Linked DNA regions of Mus musculus: all the other regions are linked to region 5. The links are chromatin contacts, called in public HiChIP or PLAC-seq and promoter capture Hi-C maps. All regions are on one chromosome and are shown on one strand. The core of a region is the stretch at or near the end of the contact, and the rest is flanking DNA. Distances in the headings are between cores, read along the strand shown.

Evidence for each region. Promoter capture Hi-C pulls out the DNA fragments that hold promoters and counts their contacts. HiChIP or PLAC-seq counts read pairs in DNA pulled down with a chosen protein or histone mark. Capture Hi-C pulls out chosen DNA fragments and counts their contacts.
Region 1: an H3K27ac HiChIP or PLAC-seq map of regulatory T cell precursor shows a contact between it and region 5, with 6 times the contacts expected there. The contact joins the enhancer-like site here to the promoter of Sfxn3 in region 5. A contact is called at or near these places in 1 of 39 promoter capture datasets (cranial neural crest), 6 of 115 datasets of contacts at active chromatin or transcription factors (astrocytes, bone marrow-derived macrophages, embryonic stem cells and 3 more) and 3 of 9 other capture datasets (adipose tissue, liver and pancreatic islet).
Region 2: a contact with region 5 is called in an H3K4me3 HiChIP or PLAC-seq map of forebrain, with 3 times the contacts expected there. The contact joins the promoter of Ldb1 here to the promoter of Sfxn3 in region 5. A contact is called at or near these places in 6 of 39 promoter capture datasets (the 3T3-L1 cell line, cranial neural crest, embryonic stem cells and 3 more), 1 of 484 Hi-C or Micro-C datasets (myocytes), 9 of 115 datasets of contacts at active chromatin or transcription factors (astrocytes, cardiomyocytes, embryonic forebrain and 6 more) and 1 of 9 other capture datasets (pancreatic islet).
Region 3: a contact with region 5 is called in a promoter capture Hi-C map of liver, with 2.2 times the contacts expected there. The contact joins the promoter of Cwf19l1 here to the promoter of Sfxn3 in region 5. A contact is called at or near these places in 1 of 39 promoter capture datasets (hippocampal neurons), 1 of 484 Hi-C or Micro-C datasets (B cells), 3 of 115 datasets of contacts at active chromatin or transcription factors (astrocytes, bone marrow-derived macrophages and large pre-B cells) and 2 of 9 other capture datasets (adipose tissue and liver).
Region 4: a contact with region 5 is called in an H3K27ac HiChIP or PLAC-seq map of extraembryonic endoderm stem cells, with 5 times the contacts expected there. The contact joins the promoter of Armh3 here to the promoter of Sfxn3 in region 5. A contact is called at or near these places in 2 of 39 promoter capture datasets (the 3T3-L1 cell line and embryonic stem cells), 1 of 484 Hi-C or Micro-C datasets (the G1E-ER4 cell line), 5 of 115 datasets of contacts at active chromatin or transcription factors (embryonic stem cells, epiblast stem cells, extraembryonic endoderm stem cells and 2 more) and 1 of 9 other capture datasets (adipose tissue).
Region 6: a promoter capture Hi-C map of pre-B cells shows a contact between it and region 5, with 3 times the contacts expected there. The contact joins the promoter of Kcnip2 here to the promoter of Sfxn3 in region 5. A contact is called at or near these places in 3 of 39 promoter capture datasets (liver and pre-B cells).
Region 7: a contact with region 5 is called in a promoter capture Hi-C map of pre-B cells, with 3 times the contacts expected there. The contact joins the promoter of Chuk here to the promoter of Sfxn3 in region 5. A contact is called at or near these places in 1 of 39 promoter capture datasets (pre-B cells) and 3 of 115 datasets of contacts at active chromatin or transcription factors (double positive thymocytes, embryonic stem cells and memory CD8 T cells).

Annotation. Positions count from the first base shown.
Region 1 is chr19:44,285,002-44,287,719 of GRCm38.p6, reverse strand. No RefSeq gene overlaps it. Among named protein-coding and RNA genes, the nearest start is that of Gm41853, 3.9 kb to the right of the region's middle. Within about 2 kb of position 1,434, at least 20 of the 459 cell types and tissues checked have an H3K27ac peak or open chromatin away from gene starts, as enhancers often do.
Region 2 is chr19:46,044,040-46,046,817 of GRCm38.p6, reverse strand. It overlaps Ldb1 (LIM domain binding 1), which reads left to right and starts at 1,507. Exons shown (of 11, transcript NM_001113408.2): 1 at 1,507-1,988. The coding sequence starts at 1,964.
Region 3 is chr19:44,134,015-44,137,195 of GRCm38.p6, reverse strand. Cwf19l1 (CWF19-like 1, cell cycle control (S. pombe)) reads left to right here and starts at 1,320. Exons shown (of 14, transcript NM_001081077.1): 1 at 1,320-1,430. The coding sequence starts at 1,408.
Region 4 is chr19:45,997,048-45,999,944 of GRCm38.p6, reverse strand. Armh3 (armadillo-like helical domain containing 3) reads left to right here and starts at 1,457. Exons shown (of 26, transcript NM_198296.2): 1 at 1,457-1,529. It overlaps 4930505N22Rik (RIKEN cDNA 4930505N22 gene), which reads right to left and starts at 1,808. Exons shown (of 2, transcript NR_152221.1): 1 at 1,226-1,808.
Region 5 is chr19:45,045,872-45,049,014 of GRCm38.p6, reverse strand. It overlaps Sfxn3 (sideroflexin 3), which reads right to left and starts at 1,439. Exons shown (of 11, transcript NM_053197.4): 1 at 1,125-1,439. It also overlaps a transcript of Pdzd7 not described here.
Region 6 is chr19:45,814,622-45,817,489 of GRCm38.p6, reverse strand. It overlaps Kcnip2 (Kv channel-interacting protein 2), which reads left to right and starts at 1,427. Exons shown (of 10, transcript NM_145703.2): 1 at 1,427-1,759. The coding sequence starts at 1,687. It also overlaps a transcript of Armh3 not described here.
Region 7 is chr19:44,106,054-44,108,906 of GRCm38.p6, reverse strand. Chuk (conserved helix-loop-helix ubiquitous kinase) reads left to right here and starts at 1,430. Exons shown (of 21, transcript NM_007700.2): 1 at 1,430-1,619. The coding sequence starts at 1,515. Cwf19l1 (CWF19-like 1, cell cycle control (S. pombe)) reads left to right here. Exons shown (of 14, transcript NM_001081077.1): 14 at 1-270.

The DNA of each region.
Region 1 (2,718 bases), core at 185-2,684, 760 kb after region 5:
CCACAGCGGTGGTTGTTTTAACATTACATTTCAGTCTTCCAAGGTGCAAGGTCAAAAATGGAATTCTTCAGCTATGTAAGCATGTATTTAAGACTACAGAAAGGAATGCTCTAGAGTCAGCTCAAAATAATTTAAAGGTGTTCTTCTGGGGAACACGATGGGGAGGAACAAAATGTCCAAAACAAGCCTAATGAAATTATTTCACCTTCTAAGTTATATGCAGGTTTAACTTGGCTGTAACACAAAAGCAAATATATTCTCAGATTTGTAGAGTGGGTTACCCAGTATTCACTGAGCCTGAGATTTGGTTCTCAGGGCTGAGTAAAACCCACTATGGTAGAACACGTCTGTAATCCCAACACTCAGGAGGTAGAGGAAGTTCAGGGCCAGCCTGGGCTACTTAAAACCTTATCTCAAGAAAAAGAACTGGGAGGGGCTTTTGTTGTTTTTCCCTAATGGCCAGCCTAGAAGTTGTTATACAGACCCTACTGGCCTTGAACTTTCAGAATCTCTCTGCCTCTACCTCCTGAGAGCTAACACCAAAGGTTTGCGCAGCCAAGTTTGGCTGCCAAGAGACTTTTAAGGTGAACAAAGTCCACTAGAAACCCATCCCTTGAGCTCACAACCCCCACCCAACCCCCGACTCTCTGTCAGTCCTCCTGATGCAGCCTAGGTAGTGTTGAACTTTTTAAAATAGTGAGACATTTATATGCACACACAATGCATTTTGATCAAATGTAGCCTTTACCTCTCTATCCTTCGGTCTGAGTCTCCTGAGTTTACAGTTGGGTGACACTGTGCAGAATCCCCCAAATCTCCCTATTTCTTCAACTCCCCTATCCACAGTGGCTACACCCCAGCACCCACACCAGGGGACCATAGGACCACAAGGCTGGGCGACTCTGGGACCTGTGTTTCCTGGGTTATTGCAGAAGGCTTCATCATCAGCTGTACTTCATTGTCAATTGCTGCTTTCTCCTTGGGACATTGGGTTGAGTATCAAAACTAGGTGGACTCCATCCTTCCCTACTTTCTCAACTCAAAGTCCTTGCCTTTCTCCCAGGAGCCTCCCTCCAGGATCTCCACCTCACAAGGACCCTATCTGCCCTCCTAAAGTGGGACTCACTGCTGCTGCCATGGCTCTAACACTGGATAATAGGTTCTTAGCCTTCTGTCTCCCTCCGGTTCCTTCTGTATAACACAGGGAGAGCTGAGATTACTGTCATACCATCTCTCTACCAAATTTTTAAATAGTTTTCTTTTCTGTGAGCTCCAGGCCAGCCTGGTCTACATCATGGCTCGCCAAAGCAACAGCCAAAGCAACATACAGTGTTTATCTCAAAAGCAAGTTGGGGGAGGGGGAGCATGCCTGAGAATGGGAGTTGGCTAATGAACTAAGTGAGAAGCATGCAGTCAGAAAGCTCCAGGCCACGGTACTCATGGCCCATCACAGGCTGTTTACAGAGCACTCTACCTCAAGTATGCTCTGTTTGCAGTGTGAAGTCCAGGTGAGGAATGGCATCTTGCAGCTTTTCTGTCTACTGCCATGTGCCCCAGGCCCTGAGGTTTCTTAGTCTTTAAAATAAGAATCCATTAGTCTAGTCTTGCCTGGTTTCTCTCTCTCTCTCTCTCTCTCTCTCTCTCTCTCTCTCTCTCTCTCTCTGTGTGTGTGTGTGTGTGTGTGTGTGTGTGTGTGTGTGTGTGTGTGTGTGTGTGTTCATAGCCCTGGCTGTCCTAGAACTCACCATACAGATCAGGCTAGCCCAGAATTCAGAGTCTCCTGCCTCTGCCTCCCAAGTGCTGGGATTAAAAGCATACATCACCACACACAGCTCTTGCCTGTATTTTCAAGCCATCTTTTATTCATGTGTGATTTTGTAATATGGTGTTTTTGGTTCACTGGGTTAGGGAAATGCGCCAAAATATTAGCATATTTCCCTTTACAAGATTAAAAAATGTTAATTAACTCACCACTGATTTTATCAGACAAGCCTTACATTGTCGGGAAGCTGTCAAACTGCCATACACAAGGTCCCCAATGTCTAAGATTTGCTTTAAGAAGTATTAGGGCGCCGGGCGTGGTGGAGCATGCCTTTAATTCCGGCACTAGGGAGGCAGAGGCAGGCGGATTTCTGAGTTCGAGGCCAGCCTGGTCTACAAAGTGAGTGCCAGGACAGCCAGGGCTACACAGAGAAACCCTGTCTCGAAAAACCAAAAACAAAACAAAACAAAGAATTATTAGGGCAATTATCATACATTGTTCCCTTGAAATAATAGCTTTACCTTATCAATATCTGAAAGTCTGCTCAATACTGAGGTGATTAACAATAGATTGATCGATCATCATAGTTTGAAATAAAAATGTTACATTTAAAATGACAGAGAGAGCCAGATGTGGTGGCCCACACCTTTAATCCCATCTAAATTTAGGAGGCAGAGGCTGGCAGATCTCTGAGTTCGAAGCCAGCCTGGTCTCCATCGAGTGTCTCAAAAAATAAAATAAAATACCAAAACCAAAAAACATGTAAAAACCAGTTAATTCGTTTCATAGATAAAGTTGACAGGACTGCAGCTCTTAGAGACTAAGCTCCTAGATCCACCCAACTGAGCGCCATTAATTCTGCTCCTCAGATGTCCTTTGACATTCTCACTAGCACGGTTGAAACCTGAAGGTCCCACTCCCTTTTATAACGAAGCCAGGATCTGACCTTCCAGCCC
Region 2 (2,778 bases), core at 258-2,757, 1.0 Mb before region 5:
GGATGCTGCCAAGGAAATGCTGGTGTGTGGATGTCTTTTTTTTTTTTTTTTTGTCAAGTCCTTCTATGCCCTTGGTGGGGACGGGGACGACGGCAGGCGGCGTAATCCCGAGGAGCTCCCCATATTCTAAACACTGGGGGAGGGGTATTCTCATTCCTAGGCACGCCCTCCTTTCAATCATCAGACTCTACTACCATGGTCTCTTGCTCCTTAGCCAAAAAACAAAAACAAAAAAAAACAAAAAAAACCCCTAAGGTTGGGATATGTGGTCTCATGGCACCTTAACCTCCACCTTTGTAACTCTCCCCTGGACAGTCAAGCCAGCTGTGCAAACTCCTAAATCGGGGTAGGGAAATCAAACACCTTTTTCAAACAATCCCCATTTTAGCAACAAAGGGAAGAGGGAAGCCAGTGTAACCAGTCTAGTTCAGATACCTTAGACAGGGAATACCAGCCCCCAGAATCTACCCAGGGAATACACCACGAAGCTTAAGAGAAGCTAAGGCTTGGGGGACACCCCCCCCCCGAACTCCTTCTAGCAGCTCCCCTCCTCCCTGCTAATAGGTATTTCCTGTTTATGAGGCAGCTAGGGCTGGGCTTTGGAGAAGGGATGGAAGAGTTCTTCCCTTCCATGGGTTGGGTTGAGGAGTCCTTGAGGACTGCCTGAAGGTTGGGAGGGTTCTCCCTTTGGAAGATAGACTGACTGTCCAGGATGCCCCACCCCCAACCCTCCCCGCGGCCTCTGCCCCTATGGGTAGGGGGCACTGAAGGAGTAGGTTTCCTGTTCTCCACCTCCAAAACAGGGAGCTGCTTCCAGGGGGCGGAGGATGGGGGTGGGTGGGTAGAAGGCTCCAGGGCTGGAAGAAGAAAGTGGGGGAAGGGAAGTGTCTTAACTGGTGCGTCAGAGCCTGCAAGAGGAAAGGATGGCTTTGGTAGTGCTCCCCCCCTTCCCAGCCTAATGGTCATACCACAGCCCTTGTGTCCCCTTGCAAAATGCGGACCTCAGGCCCTTAGGCGGGGGAGGGTGGGGTCCCTTCTTAATTAACCCTTTTAGCTCTAGTCCCAACTGGTTTAGCAGGCATGGTCTGGTTAATTTAGAAAGGGGATGAGTCTAGGGGTTGCTCTGAGAATTAGGAGAGTGCTCCTTTTCCCACCCAGCTTCGGGTGGAGCGCGCCACACAGGGTCTCCGCAAAGAGCACAGGCAGGGGTCAGCGCCCCATCCCTCCCGGGGGTGGAGAGAGGGTACACCTCACTACCCACCCAGGCTCCGCCTCCCCCAATCCCCGCTCCCGCTCAGCCACGCTCCCAACCCCGCGCACCCGGAGGACGGACGCCGAGCGTGAGGCTTCGCCTCCTCCCGCTCCCCGGCGCCCGCCCTCGCCGGGGTCTCTGCCTCCGTCTCGTTTTTTAAGAGCTGCGTCACACGCATGCCGTTCCCGGGAGCGCTCCCTGCCCCTCGCCGCGCGGCGCACGCACGTCGCCGCTCGCGCCGCGCTCGCCCGGGTCACTTTGACACGGCTCTCCCCTCCCACTACCAGGACAATTAGCATATTAATAAAGCCCGGCCCAGCCCGACTCTGGCCGGAGAGCCGGCGCTTGCGAGAGGGAGAGGACGCGCGAACGAACGGGAGCGAGCGCGAGGGCGGCGGCGGGGAGGGCGGCGGGAGCGCACAGACACGCACACGCACACGCGCACACACGGACACACACTCCGGGGACGCACACCCGCGCGTACACACGCAGAGGCAGCTCGCCTTCCTGCCTGGCTTCCTTCCTGTCTGCTCCGCGCCTGACAGGCCCCTCGCTGCAGGCAGGGGCGGCCCGCACCGGGCAGAGGCCGGGCCGGGCCGGCGGCGCGGGCATCGGGGGCCGCGGGCGGCGGCAGCGGCTCATGCCCGGCCTGTCCCTGCGAGGGGCGGGCATCGTGACTCGGCTGGGCCCCCAGCGGCGGGCGATGTGAAGATGTCAGTGGGCTGTGCCTGTCCTGGTGAGTGGGTCTCGAGGCCGCCTGGCCCCTCCCTCCCTTTCGGCCCCCTAACCCCTGGTTTGGAGAGGATTTGTATGTGGGGGGCATCGAAGGCATGGTGGGGGTCGGGGGCTGTATAGAGTTAGAGGGGCCTCGATCGGGGCCGGGTTTTCTCATCTGTATAAATACGCAGCAGCCCAGCGGCACGGGAAGGGGGTGCTAAGGATGGCTTGTAATTTTTTTTTGAGGGGGGGGAGGCTAACTGGGGAGGGATGGGGGGGGACTGAAATTCCCAGAATTCCAGGGTGTTAGCCAATCAGAAGTGACTTTGGACTTTTGACCCCCCCCTCAGGTCATCGTAGAGTTCTGATTGGCTGATTTGGGTTTCCCCCCCTTCCCTGCTGTTTATTGCCTCTTACATATTTTGTGACATTCCCCCCCTCGGGCTGTTTCTTAGGATGCTGTTTGGGGGAGGAGTTGATTGGAGCCCATCTTACCCCCCTTTAACTTTTCCTGTCTGTTGCCAGGGTAGGTTGGCCCTCCTGAGGGACAAAAAGCACTCCTAGGGGGTGTCAGATAATTGGGCCCTTGGGTCTGCTATCTCAGTCTTCGTGGGAGGGGGAGTGTAGCAGTTCCAGGTAGGCCGTGAAGTTAAGAGTGGTTTGCAGATTCGAGTTGGGGGAGCAATGCTTGACACCCCCCCCCCAGTGAAAACTTGAGGACTCAAATTCAAATCACAACCCTCTCTAACAGGTATCAGAGCTTGCCAGGGAACACCTGTGTCTGAGAGTGCCTTGAGATTTTTCTTGTA
Region 3 (3,181 bases), core at 71-2,570, 910 kb after region 5:
TTGTTTTCTCATCTCTGAAATCATATAGCTGTTCATATTAGCAAATCTGTCTTCAAGATTCAGTCTTGAAAGCCACTCCTGGAGTGTATCATCCAAAAAGTAAGAAAAAGGTTTAAGTTACCAACAAAGCAGGGGTATTAATATGTATGAGGCAAAGGATTTAATAACCCCCTCAAAAGCACTGCAGAAATTGTGAGAAAATTAGAGATTTGAGATTCTTTCTTAACAACTTGATTCTGGTAACTTGGGTTTCTTTCCTTGTCAGGACAGTCCTTTCCAGGTCCTTAGCAGGCTGTTGCTGGTTGGCTTGGCCCCTTCAGAAAAACCGACTTACCAAAAGCAAAGCAAAAAGAGACTAGAGATAGGACCCGATGAAAATGTGAAATTTGTTTAATCCCTGAATGAAAATAGTCCCCATGTATACAATCAATTACAGAGAACTAAACATTGTGTACATTAGGTCTTGTTACTGAATTAATTTAATTCTTTTTCAGTGTGCTAATATTAAGGTAACTTAAGGGAGGGTATTTTTATGTATTTGAGAGGTGCACACTGAGGTCTGCACTTCGCTTTCAGATAACTCAGTGAGAAGGACAGGGTTTGGGTACTGGGGGAGAAGTGAGCAAGAGAGAAAATGTAGCGACATGCCGATACACTGAATAGAAGCTATTCTTTCAATGTGTTAAAAAAAATTTAGGGGCTAGGGAGATGTCTCAGTCACCCATATAACAAATCATGAAGACTGGAATTCGCATCCCTAGTACCCATGTAAGTCTAGACAGGTAAGTTTCAGGTCCCACGGGGAATCCCAGCGTTCAGGAAGCAGAATTAGGGGATCTTTTGGGCAATATGGCTTCCTAGACTAGTCTAATCCAACGAACTCTGGGTTAAAATGATACCCTATCTCACTCAATAAGATTGGGAGCAATAGAAGAAGATTCCTATTCTTTCCACAGGAACCTGCATGCACACAAGCATGTCCCCCTCCCCCCAAATACAAACTAAAACAAAAACAAAAAACCCAGCCAGGGTTGGAAAGATCTTAAGAGCGCTAGCAGTCATGGGATCCATACAAACTCGCAGGCGCACAGTTCAATAATTCCAAATGTTTCTAAAACAAACAAAATAAGACACATTTTTTTTCTATTTTAATTCCTCCATCCTTTTCACTCCAGTTACCTTTCCTTAAATAAATAAATATAAATAAATAAATAAATAAATAAATAAATAAATAAATAAATAAATAAACGCGGAGAGATTTTTACCCCTCTACACGCCCCATAGCTAGGTGATTTCTATTGGCTGAGTGGTGTGACGTCATATTTCTGCGCCCCGGCGTTCCAACCTTGAGCGCGCGTTCGTGTTTCTAGCCTTTGGTGGCCGTCCCAGCCCTGGTTGTCATTCCCGATGGCTCAGAAGCCACTGCGTCTGTGAGTGACCTTGCATCGGTAGACTCAGGCACATAGGAGAAAGGGAGAGAGGCGGGCGGAGGAGTGGGGGGGTCTTTCTCCACACCGGAAGGGGAAGACGGAGGGGAGGTCGCAGGGCTGCTGGGAGCCGGAGTGGAGGCTTCCTGTTCTCGCCTCCCAGTTCATTTCGCCCTGGTGTCTTCAGAGTCTCTCTGGCAGAACTAAAAACTTGATGAGCCGGACTTCTTTTTCCTTAGGCCTAGTCTGCCTGGGACACACCATCTCCTTGTCGTTTCTCCCGGCGTCGCACGTATTGATTAGCCAAATACTTGCAGGCATGGGGTGCACGCATGGGTTTTGTCAGACAAGATGAGCATTGTCCTGTCCTCGCGTACTTTTGTTTGCGCGGTCGGTTAGCGAAGACATGACTTAATTTAGAAAGACTATTGTATTGAGCAGCGGACAAGCGTCGCACAAACCAGTTCCCGCCTTGATAGCTGATAGTCTAGACTAGAATAACACGTGTTAACGAATGCGGAAAATGTAGAGAAAGGGTTGATGGTTCTGGAGGGTATATAATAACGATATTTGGCTTAGTATAAGGAATTAAGGCTTTCATGAGAAAGTGAGGATTTTTTTTTTTTTTTGAAAGTGAGGATTTAACTCTGGCAAATATTATTGTATTTAACTCAGAGAAGACATTGAAACGTTTAAAAACTCCTTAGTGTGACCTAGTTTTTGTTATGGAAAGTGATCCTGCTTGAAAGTTGGGAAACAAATAAGAGCCGAAGTAGAAGGCAACAAGCATTAGGTAAAGCAATGTCAGAGAGAAAGTTCAGGAATGGATAGTCTGTTAAGCAGGTGGACTCACAGGGCCTGGTGATGTTTTGATGGTGAGAAACCTCCACTGTAAGGTCATAGATTTCTGTCTTCAGTCATTGGGATCAGAAAATGCTGAAAAGGGGCCCAGATCAGAGAGTGAATATGGATTGTACCTGTCAGGAATTGATAATCAACAGGGAACAAAAAGATGTTAGAGGCTCTCAAAGAATAAATTATACTGCATGATAGTTAGGACAGAATTTGTTCTGAAATGGTATATGGATTTCTGAGATTTTGAGAAAGTGGCTTTCTCAGCCCACCAGGAGGCTACAGAGACTCAGCCTTGATGGATGGAAAAGCCTTGAGGTTGAGCACAATGGGGCTCTTAGGAAAGAGAATTCCCTAGAGCCTAGCAGAGGCAGAGTGATCAATCTGCAGTTTGGGAGAGTTTAGTTAGGAAAACTTAGAGAAAGTACTGGGAAGACAGGCCAGAACCGGAGGAAAACTCTTTCTACAGGAAACGAGGCACTGTGTAATGTTTTTAGGAAGGAACATTAAACTGAAGCAGAGAAAGCACTATGGGGTCCATATAGTCTACCTTGCCTCCAAACCACATCAAGTAGGTTTCTCCGCCTCAGCCATTCCCTCTAAGTTGTTCAGATTTGTTTCCCTCCGTTCCTGCCTCTCCCTCATTTCCCATCCCGCTTCCCCACTTAGCTTGTCTTCAGACTTTAAGTTTCTCATCTGCTTTTCTCGTCCCTGTTTCCATTGGCCATTTCCTTGGTTAGCACTTTGATTGTAGTTTAACTGTTCCTCCAGACCGTCCTTTTCTGTTATTAGACGTATTGATGAAACATGTACAATCATATCCTTATGCTGCTTGAGACTGTTCAATGATAGGAACAATAAGAACAGAGAGATATACGACAATAGAGTCTATAGTATTTTGA
Region 4 (2,897 bases), core at 208-2,707, 950 kb before region 5:
CCTTGCCTTCGGCTCATCTTCTTCCCATTCCTAAGCCATCCTCTTTTTCTTGGCTTGAGCCGTTACTTCCAAGCCAATGGCTCTAAGGTATAATTTAGCTACAGTCTAATAGCTGGGCTGAGTACCAATAAACGGCATCTAGCAGTCTGCTAGATATTTCTGTCTGGACATCTATCAGGCATTTTGATCCTAATGTGCCCTTAATATCATCTTCCTGCCTAAAACAGTTTTTTCTCCAGGGGCCTTTTGTTGCTATAGGTCTCTTCCCATCTTTTTGTTTGTTTGCTTTTAAGACAAGGTTTCTCTGCATAATCCTGGCTGCCCTGGGACTTGCCCTGTAGATCAGGTTGGTCTAGAACTCCCAGAGATCTGCCTACTTCTGCCTTCAGGGTGCTGGGATTAAAGTCATGCAGCATTGCTGCCTGGCTACCCTTGCATCTCTTGACCAAGAGTTAGAGCCTTTGGAAACTGCACCTAATGACTAAATACAAATCATTTACCCCGATTATTCAAGGCATGGCTCCTTCCTCCCTCCCCTTTCTCCCTCTCTTCCATTTCCTTCTCTTTCTCTCCCCTTGTTTTTTTTTTTTTAATGTGTATGGATGCTCTGCCTTTATCTATGTGTACTTTGTGTGTGCCTGGTGCCCATAGAGGCCAGAGAAAGATGGGAGTTACAGGAATATGGGAGTAACAGACAGTTCTGAGTGCTGGGAATTGAACCTGGGACCTCTGTGAAAATAGCCAGTGTTCTTAATTGCTAAGCCATATCTCCAGTGTGTCTCTGTGACTGTATCTCTCTGTCTCTCTCCGGTGGATCTCTGAGTTTGAGGCCAGCTTGGTCTACAGAGCAAGTTTCAGGACAGCCAGGGCTACACAGACTTTTTCTCGGAAAACCTAAAAAAAAAAAAAAAAAAAAAGACAAGGTTTCTTGTTGCACAGGCTGCCCTTGAATTTGCTATAAAGATGGAGCTAATCTTGAACCTCTCATCCTCCTATCTCTGGTTCCCAAGGGTTGGGATTAACAGACGTGACACATCGTGCATGGCTATGTATATTCTTCTAGACTGCAGCTCCTCGCTCTCACCTGTGCTGGATAATTTTTTGTCAGCTTGATACAGGAATAATCATCCGAGAGAAGGGGACCCCAAATGAGAAAATACCTCCATAAGATTGGGTTGTAGGCTGGTCAGAATTTAAAATAACGAAAACAGCAACAACAACAAACCTCTACTAGAGCCGATTTAAAGCCAGTGACTTCAGGTGAAGGGCTAGTTCTCTCGCGGTGTCTGTTGGGAGTTGTAGTTTTTGCGATGCTTGCTGGGAATCGTGGTCTGAACCCGCTTCAGGAAGAGGGCGTGAAAGAACCTGAAGAGCGGAGGGTTTTAGGACCCGGCGGGGAGCGGCGGCCTGGGGGAAAAGTGTCGGGAGGTCGGGAACGCGCCCGTGATTCCGGAGCAGTGGCGGCGTCGCCGGAGTCGGGAGCGAGCAGGCCTGCGAGCTGCTAGGGTGCTAGAGAAGCCGGGGGCTCGGTAAGCGGCGCGGGCCCTGCCGGGTCCTCGAACCTGGCCGACCTCTGCGGGTCCGCCCTACTAGGCCTGGACGCAGAGGCGGCCCTGGGGGCGGGGCCTGAGTGTGCCGCGGCGACACGGGTGACAGAGCAAGGGGAGGGCTGCGGTTGCTGGGGCCGCTTGCTGTGGGAGGGTCGGGCCTGGGACCTCAGAGTCCGCCTCGCTGCCTTCGATCGCCCGCTACCGGCTGGGTCCGGCCTCTCGGAGGTCCCGCTGGGGCCTCGGGGACGCCGAGGCGCTGACCTTTGACCCCAGCGCGGGGCTGACCCCGAGCCGGTCGGCTCCTGGTGGAAAGCTGCGCCTCGGACGGGAGGTGGCCGGTCCCCGTGAAGTGTTCAGATGCCGGGTCCTGCGCTCTTCCGTTTTTAGCACCCACTTTTTGCAGAGTTAATAAACCCACTGCGCTTTCATGCGAGGAGTGTGTGCCAGCCAGGAAACCCACCCCTTCCCTCGTACGGTGAAGAATGATAGTCACTGGGGAAGTTGTCCCTGGCTAATGGGACAGTGGATATACTTCAGCCATGTCCTAATAAAATGTTGCGGGACTATCGGAACCTCCCCAACTTTTCTTTCTAGAAAAAGTTTTAAACTTAAGTGCATTTTCCTTGAAAATAGGGCAAGCATGGTGTTTAAACATGGCTAGTGTTAGAGCCATCATATGTGTAGCCTTAGGGCCCCTGGCCGGTTCAGAACTAGCTATGTAGACCAGGCTAACCTCGAACTTGTAGCGATCCTTCTGATTCTCCCTCCCAAATGCTGTGATTTCAGTGTACCTCACCAAGCTAGGCTTATCTCCTGCCCATGATTTAGGACAGAGTGACTTGAAATCTTCTTTGGTATGTTTTTGACTGAATGTTGTATGTATGGTCGTTTCCATGGAAACGCTTTCAAGATAGCAGATCTAAGAAAGGTTTTGATAACTTCTCTTCCAATAGTTAAGGAAGTCATTCTTTTCTTAATGAATTAGCAAGCCTTTAATGTGTTCTTATTATGACAGTCATTGTACCTTGTCATGTTTACATTTTTTTGCCTCCCAAGACAGGGTTTCTCTGTGTAGCCCTTGCTGTTAACTCTCTTTGTAGACCAAACTGGCCTCCAACTTAGACCTGCCTGAAATACACATTGAGTTCAAGGCCAGCCTGAACAGCTTAGCGCGGGCTCACACACACACACACACACACACACAATAAAAACAAAACCCAAAAAACTAAAACCAAAACCCACCAAAAATGAAAACAAACCCTGGATAACAACTTAGAACCCAGAATCTGGGATGCGGAGGTGGCTCAGAGGTTTAAGAGCACTTCCTGCTTTTTCAGAAGATCCAAA
Region 5 (3,143 bases), core at 190-2,689:
CCAGTGCTTGCAGGTGCTCAAGGTCACTCCAGATCCATAAACAAGGGTGGGGGAGGAGTTGTTCCCTAGGTAGTGTTTTAGCCAGGAACATACAGCCACTTAAGAGCCGGAGGGAAGACCAGAACCAAGAATATAGCTTTCCTGACGCTGTGGCCTGATGCCAGATTTACGTGTGTGTGAGTGTGTGTGTGTGTGTGTGTGTGTGTGTGTGTGTGTGTGTGTGTGTGATTCCCCAGCAGCAGCTAATCTGGGGCAGCTATCTTGAGCTCCTGCTATAGGAGCACAGAACATGGATAACACACCCAAGCCCTTTCCAGCTTCAGGCCCCAGCTGCCCCAAGACTTAGATAAAAACTTCCAAGGCTGTTTGGAAAAATGACAGAAGGCAGCCCACACTCAAGCCCCTGATTGGAGGAGACATTAGGCACCTGAGGGCTGATCCGTACCAGATCTCAAACAGCACTGGAGTGGCAGCCATTTGTGAACATGTGAGCACCCACATAGCCTCCTCAAACCCACTTGCTTCCACTCCTACACAATAACTCCGGGCTCTCCCTGGTCCTGGGTTGAATAGAACTGACGCAGGCACCCACCCAACTCTCTCTGAGCCTCAGAAAAACCTCAGGAAAGGGCGAGATTCAATGGATGCCCCTCCGCCCAGCACAAAAAGGAATGCCAAGAACAGCCATCTGGCTGTGTTAGGCAAAAATCCTGCAGAGTGACTAATACCCTCCAACCCCACTTCCTCCCTCACAGTAGACACCGTCCCCACCCGACTTTCACATACTTATACACAAAGACAGGCACGCCCTCCCCAGCACACAAACAGGTTAGAGTCACACTGTATACACTAGTCAACCAACCAGAGTACCGTTACACACACACACACACACACACACACACACACACACACACACGCTCAGCCATATCTATCAGTTGCAGACATTTGAAAGCATGCCTAACACACAGCCTCAACCAACCCCTCCTTGTGCCCTACAGATCCTAACAGACCACGCAATATGGAATTCCCATAAGAGAGAGCACCTCTCTCAAGGCAAGCCTTCTGTTCTGAGCCCAAGCCCTCACCCCTCCACTTTGCTGATTCCCAAGGCAGCAGGCACTCACGCTTTCCGGGGTTTTCAGCCTCTAGAAGCTCTCAGACCCGCCTTCCTCACCGCTCTCCGCTTTCCTCCCAGCCATCACCGAGACGTCACGCGTGACGCTGAGCAGCAGGGAAGGGCGGGGGCTCCCTGAGCTCGTTCGCCTGACCCACCCCCCCTCTTGGCAGAGTTCCGAGACAGTGGATGTCCAGAGTGATTCTCCCAGACCAGGCCGTTGAGACCAAACCCGACCCAGTCCTGGGAAGCAATTCTGGCCTCCTTCCCAACCAGGGAGAAAAGGGGAGGAGCCGCCCCACTTGCCTCCTTCGCTTGCAGTCCCTTAGCTTGCCTCTGGAGGCACCCACCCCCGCAGCACCCAGTCTAGGTGCACTGGGTGCGGGTGAGCGGCGTGGAGGGCGGGCCTCTGAGGGTGCAACGCCCGGAGGGATTCGGATTACTGCTTGTTTACTTGATTGCTGCCTTGGCAATGGACTCTCCTTGCTTGCACCCTGGTCTGCTACTCCAGGTCTTAGAGGCTCCTTTTGCAGATCCTCGTCATTCGCATCTCTTTCCAGCCACATTGTTGTGGTATCTGTGCCCCTTTTGTGTTCCCAGTCCCCTTTGCCACCTAATCCCCAGCTCCACTGTGCCAGCAATTTTTTGTACCCCCAACACTTATCCGTACACAAACTGACGCCCCAGTCCTAGGGATGTGCACGGCCAAAGTTTCCCGTGATCTCTGCCTGCATCCAAGCAGGCGCATCAGAAAGATTCTTCTCCTAGTGGCCTGGGATCAGCTGCTGTATCGTGCGGCCTTTCCAGAACAGGGTGTCTCCGAAGGTGAAGAAGGCATTACACACACACATCCCTTATCCATCAGCACCCAGGGCACAGCGGCGACACAGCCATGTTCCAGCTTTCCTTCCTGCTGATCTCAGGCTCAGGTTCAGCTCTTTCGTTTGTGACATTCTCCCACAGAGACCTTAGGGATGACTACGGAAGGGATGGCAATTTCAGGAAGCTAGCGTGGCCCGGAGAAGACGTGATTCTAGTAGCCAGTGGAACCCAGCCAGTTCCAGAGCCTGGGTTCCAACGACCAGTTGGGGTTCAGAGTTGGGGCGGGCAGAGCCCAGAGGTATCAGACAGGTGAGAAGCTACAATCCGGACAGGCTACCAAAGGTGCTAGAAGAGAATGACTGGCGGTCTCAGCAGCCAATGGGATCCCAGGACCGCGCAGGGTAGCTCTATTCCAGCAGCTGCGCGGAGCGTGGGCGGGGTCCTTAGTTCACTGTATCGCGCCCGCCAGCGGGCGACAAGGGCAGCGGCGGCACACGGGACCAGGTGAGGTGGCCAAGTCCTAGAGGTAGCGAGGCAGGAGGTCCTACATGGGGGAGTCTGTTTTTTGGTTTACAGAAATGCTCTAGAGGGCGTGACCCCTGGTTTTGCACTAGCGATTTGTGGGGCTCTCTCCAGAAGATCACTCAGTCCTGGGATAGAGTCTTGCAGCGACTTTAGACTCACAACTGCAGCCTGGAGCCTGACATTCACCTGGGGGTGGCGGTGGGGGGCAAGCTCGACCGCAGCTATCCCAGGTCCTGAAGTCCAGCTCGGGAGGCTAGCCCCTACCCATATACATATACACACAGGAAAGATGCTGCAGTAAACTGTGTGGCACCCATTCTCCTCTCTCTCTTTAAAACTCAAGAGCCTGCTGTGACCCCCATCTCTACTCTCTGAGTGTCAGATGAGGACCGGAGACTGGGTGGATGACTCCATTGAGAATAGCAATGGAGGAATGGAGGGAGGAATGGAAGGAAAGTGTCCCAATGGCCTTGTAGAAACAAATCCCCAAATCCAAGATGGTGCAGAACTGGGCCGATCTCCTCTGGGCCCAGGATGGGAGAGGGGGACAGGATGTTCAAGTCAGGAGGAAGTGCAGAAGCCAGGGTAATGGGACAGCACTCATCCCTCTCCCCAAACCCTGTTCTTCCTACACAGATCTGGAAGCCCTACTCCTAAGAAGCATTCAGACTGAAATTGCATC
Region 6 (2,868 bases), core at 178-2,677, 770 kb before region 5:
TAATCACGGGTCCCCGGATGGATAACTTGACCTGAGGCTTTAGTGTTTCCCATGGTGATAAACCCCAGAGCAGCTGGAGCTGGAGCTGGTGGCAAATCAAAGCTATTAAAAGTTGATTTGTGTGTCTTTAGTGTCTCGTTAGTGTCTTTTCCCCTCGTCATCTCTTTGATGCAGGTATTGGTCCTGTGTCATAAAAGGACCTCTTGGCCTTGATAGAGGCCAGCTGAGTTCAGAGAACTGTGGTTTCCCTTGCCTTTGGGTGAAAGAAGGGAGTAATGTTATGAGCAGGTCCCTCCGGTTCCGTCTAGGACAAGCAGCCCTAAGCAAAGCTCTCCTTTTTTCCTGACTAGAAGCCCACCCTTGCCGGGTTCCTTCCTGTACACCTAAGACGTTTAGCCTGGAGTCTACAAATCAGCTTGGCTGGTGCCTCTGACAGCTCTGTGGAGGTTTCTGGGAGCGTTCCTTCCAGAGACAGGCCTCCTTAAGGCAGCTGCCTGTCCCAGCCTCATACAGGAACACCCGCCACAGTTCACTGACTCAAGTATTTGGAAAGTAAATCTGACTGAAAAGACTCAATGTGTTGAGGTACTTTAGCTGAGACCTTTGGTCTTAACAGGCCATTCCTGGAGACAAGAGGTGGAGAGAGAGGGAGCTGTGTGCCGGGCTGTGCAGGGCTGTTCCTCACTTCAGAAAATGAGGGAGACATCTCGTCTCGCTTCTGTATCACACTCGGATCCCCAAACCTTTCAGAAGCTCCCTAAATCTGCCGGGAAAACAAAGTCTAGAACAGCAGGTGGGGGGAGAGAAAGGGGCAAAAAAAAAGTTGACTTCTTTCTTTTGCCTTCCCAGTTGCCTGGGGAGGGGGGTGGGTAGGAAGAGTCATCAGATCTGGGAAGAGGGCATTCAGAAAGTGAGGCCCCCTCCGGAACTTGAGATAGACAAATGTACCCAGTGCCACCTGTGAGCCCGTGTCCAGAGGCTGGGTTGGTTGGCTCTGCATCCTCATTCCGCTAGAGAAGGGTGGCTGCTGATTAGGAACACGCAACTCTCGGCAGGAGGAACAACCGAGAATATAAGGCTGAGATGAGGAGCAGAGGGAACCAGGGACTCAGACATACCCCAGGCTCTGGCCCAGCTGTGCAGGACTGGCTGACTGGGGGGCGGAGGGAAAGAGGTGCCTGAGAATTGGAGGCGGGGTTTCTTCACAGCGGGGCTTTTCTGGCCCCCTCTTCTCGAAGCCCCGCAATTGTGGGTGGTGTAGATGGAGAGCTATTCTCCCTTCCGGCACTTTCCAGTTCACCCCTTCACCCGGTGCCTCCTCCGAGCTGCAGAGGGTGGGGGGCGGGGGTAGGGGGAGCCAATCCCGGCAGCGCCTAAGGGGGGAGGCGGCAGTGACAGCCGCGGGGAGGGGGCGGAGGAGAGGCGGCTGGGCTCAGGCTCGGCTCTCAGCTCCACGCTGCCTTCTGCTCCGCTCTCACTTGCTGCCCAAGGATCCTGCTCCTGCCCCGGGACTCTGAGGTGGGCCCTAAAATCCAGCGCTCCCCAGAGAAAAGCCTTGCCAGCCCCTACTCCCGGCCCCCAGCCCCAGCAGGTCGCTGCGCCGCCAGGGGGCACTGTGTGAGCGCCCTATCCTGGCCACCCGGCGCCCCCTCCCACGGCCCAGGCGGGAGCGGGGCGCCGGGGGCCATGCGGGGCCAAGGCCGAAAGGAGAGTTTGTCCGAATCCCGAGATTTGGACGGCTCCTATGACCAGCTTACGGGTGAGTAGGTGGCTCAGGGGTCCTGGGAGGGTGAGCAGACTCCATCCCCCTAGACCCTTCCATCTCTCTGCCCCCTGGCTTGGCCCTTATGCACACTCTGCCCCATTCCTGTGCACCTTGCAGGCTGGTCTAGGGAACAAGACCCTAGGATTTAAAGCTTTGGGTCCCTAGGGGGCTGAGGAAGAACAGGTGGGGCAGGTGTAGAGAGGCAGCAGGTGTAGGCGTGTGTGACACAGGGCTAGGAGTGTGTCTGGAGTGGGAGGTGTTACGTGCGGGAGCACCTGTCGTTCCTGTGTGTCTGTGTATGTATGTGCACCTCCCACAGCTGTTTGCCGTGTGCCTTGAGCGTTGGTGACAGCCGGGGTGAGTGTGTTTGCATGAGGCAGTGCGATTTTATGGGCTTGCCAGATGTTTGAGTGTGGTTGTGTAGGACCCCGGCTGCACTAGTGAAGTTTGTTCTAACCATATGTCTGTTACATGTTCAACTGTGTGCTTTGAATGATTCTGTGTGAAATGGCGTGTGACAACCAGAGTGGTGTCACTTGGTGGTGTTCTGTCCCTTAAGAAGACTTCTGGCATGAGTATTCATTAAAAGTGTTTGTGATTGTGGGGCTGTGGGTTGTTTCAGCATTTGGTGCTGTCCACTCTCAAGCATGATGCCTGCAGTGGGGGCCCCTGTGACTGTTAATGGCATTTCTGTCCTCTTTGCCTCTCTGTCTTCCGGGTGTTAGCAAGGGTCTTTCTTTAGTGCCCCCCATTTGCTCCCTCTATTTCCTGCAAAAAGCTCAAGGACCCAAAGAGAGACCCACCACCCTGGGGTTCTAGCCCTTGGCCCCTGTAGAGAGTCTTTGGTTAGTCCTGGGTTAGTTTCTACCCCGGAGGGTAATTACTCAGGTCATTCTGAGCATGCAAAGCTTCTTTAATTACCAGCAACCCTATTAGAACTTCATCTAAACCTCTTGCTTTCCTTCAGAATAAAGACAGAAACTATGGGCCTATGAAGTGTGGGAAGGCTCCCCTCCCCCCAACCCCTCCCACACCCGTCACTTTGTGGCCCACCTTGGGAGGGTCTATATGTGTGTGTAGAGTACTAAGCTTGGTAGGTAAAT
Region 7 (2,853 bases), core at 181-2,680, 940 kb after region 5:
TCACTTTGTTCTCATAAAAATCTCCTGACCTCCATTTTGTTTCTGAACAACAAAAAAACTAAAACAGTCTTGGAAACCTGAAGATTGTGGAGCCTGACAGGAACCATTTTACAGTTAAAAAAATTAAAAGGCCAGGTCTTTAATCTTAGCATTCTGCAGGCAGACCAGTGAGTTTTAAGGCCAGCCTGGTCTACATAATGAGTTCCAAGTCAAACAGGGCTATAGCAATAAACCTTGAGTTGCATTTTAATTATAGAATATTTAAAAAGCAAACTCACTGTAGAAACCAGTTTGAGTAATTTAGACAGAATTATCTTGGCTGGAGTTTTCAGCATCCCTCGAGTACAAATTATGAAACTGCATCCCACCTGTCACTCCTGGCTCTACCATACACAGCAAATGAGGTTTCATCCTGTTACATGACCGTCTCCTCTGCTCTAAAGATGCTCTCTCAGAGCCTCATTTCTATTACCTTCAAGTTTAATATTCCAATTCCATGAAAGATATGAAAATAATAGAAACCAGTTTATCGAATACCACTCACTATTAGTGACCCACAACATCGAATTGCATGCTGACGTTGAGAATTTGATTTTATGCTGACTCTTACACTTTTGAGTTATTAGCATCGCTAGCTTCAGCCCGGTACAAGCTTGTAATCCCAGTCTTGGAAAGACGGAGAAATACGTTCTAGTCCAGGCTGGACTGTATTGAGATCCTGTCTCAGAACAGGACACCTAGAGTCCATGAAGTGGATAACCCACTCAAATGGCTAGGTGGGTTGGCTTTCCCTGTGCAGCCCACCACTCAGAAGTATGCCTCTCTGGACCGAGAGCTCCTCCAGGCTTGTCTTTATAGCCCTGTGGTGCACCTCAGAAACAATTCCAACTCAAGTCGGAGAGAACAAGGCTGATAAACAGTAAGGTCGGTAGGGAGACTCACGAAGTCGCGAAGAAGAGTTTTCACTCTGGAATAAGTCACATCCTTGGTTGGTTTGGGATTATGGAGAGATTCTGATTTACAAGGCTAATGAATCAACAGGGCGGTTAGCGCAGTTTTCTTTAATACTTATGGTGGCCTTAACCGGTGCCGACCGGCGAGTGTGGTAGGATTCGAGGGGCAGAGGGCAGGGCTCTCAAAAAGATGAAATGTGAATGAGGTAGGGACAATGTGGATTTTAGAGTTTGGAGAGAGATCTATTTTAAATAAAAACACGTTGTATGAAACCTTCAAAGAACTAATTAAAAAATATCTATACAAACAAAAATAAAATAAATAGGAACCGCACGCACGATGGTCCTCGCAGGTTGGAAGTTGCCCAGGGCAAGCCGCTGGTGCCCAGTTTCCGGCAGCACCAATCCCAGGGTGATTCCAGGAGCTCGGGGCGGGACTCTGCATGCGGAAGCTAGCGGAAGTGACGCAGTCTCGCGAGACGGAGGACTCCGCAAGCCTCGGCGGCCCGGAACCGGCCTTAGACCGGCGGCGTTGCCTGAGGCGGCTGGCGCTCCCGCCCCATGGAGCGGCCCCCGGGGCTGCGGCCGGGCGCGGGCGGCCCCTGGGAGATGCGGGAACGGCTTGGCACCGGCGGTTTCGGGAACGTCAGTCTGTACCAGCACCGGGTGAGGCGGGGGGCGGGAGCCGTGGCGCGGGCTCTGTCTGGGCGTCCCTGGGACCCGAGCTGTCAGTCAAGGTGGGAGGAGTGGTGGTCGCGACCCTGGACGGGGCTGGGGGCTGGGGCAGTGAGCGAGGGCGAGCGATGGAGCATCCTGCGCTTGTGAGCCTGGGTGGCCGCGGTCCAGGTGTGTCGGAGGTCCCCGGGCAGTGAGTGACAGGCAGCTGTTGCAGCTGTGTGTGGTGATGAGGAGTCTGTACAAAGTCGAGTGCCGATGCGTGTTGTGTGTTTTGTGTATGTGTGTTGTGTGTGTCTCCGTGTGCCTGCTCACACTCCCTCGGGAGCGAGCGGTGTGATCCACTGGAGACTGGACTAGACGAGAAACCTTACGGGTGTGTCCAGAGTTGACCCTTGGGAAACATTGACAGACTTTGGAATTGGAGCGTTTCAGGTAAAAACCAGGGTGAGGGTAAGATGATGAAATCGATCCTTGCTTCGGAGGAAAGAAAATAGAGGGGTTTGTTCTGCAGAAGACAGCTAAGATCAGGCTCAGGAAATTTGTTTTGATTTATCGAAGAACATGTAACCGTTACAACAGCAGTTATTCCTGTCCTTAAAAGGTTTTCAAACTAACAGTCACTTTTCTTACTTTAACGTGTTGTTGTTAATGTTCGGGGTGGAACACAGGACCTTGCACATGCTAGGCAAATGGTCTACCGTTGGGTTACAGCCTCAGCCCTAGTTAATCATGTTTGAGTTGTGGGTCTTTTGAAAAGTCAGTAAAACGCATCTTTTCTCCGGAAAAAAAAATCATATCAATACAAGCCAGTGCATTATTAGTGAGGGTTTTGCTTTCCTGAAGGGTGTAAGGAATAGATCTTGAACACCAATCATTGTAGTATAGGATTTGTTGACTGTAAAATATTTAGAAGAATATACATACATTCTGGGCCTGCTTGAGAGTTGAGTCAGATGGTAACAGAGACGTTAGGAAGTACAAGATAGGTACTGTAATTCCGCTGATAGCTCTCCACTGTCAAGTTATGGCAACCCTCATTACTTGGACTTTTATAAAAGGAGCAGTAAGATAAAAATGGTGTTCTGGAACATCATATATGAGGAATACGTTTTAATTAGAAAAACAGTAAGCCAATTACAGGACATGAAATGATTTAGTTGATTGCTATATCAGGCGCTGATGGTACCCAAATCAACAAGAATAATATGTTCTACTCTGAAGG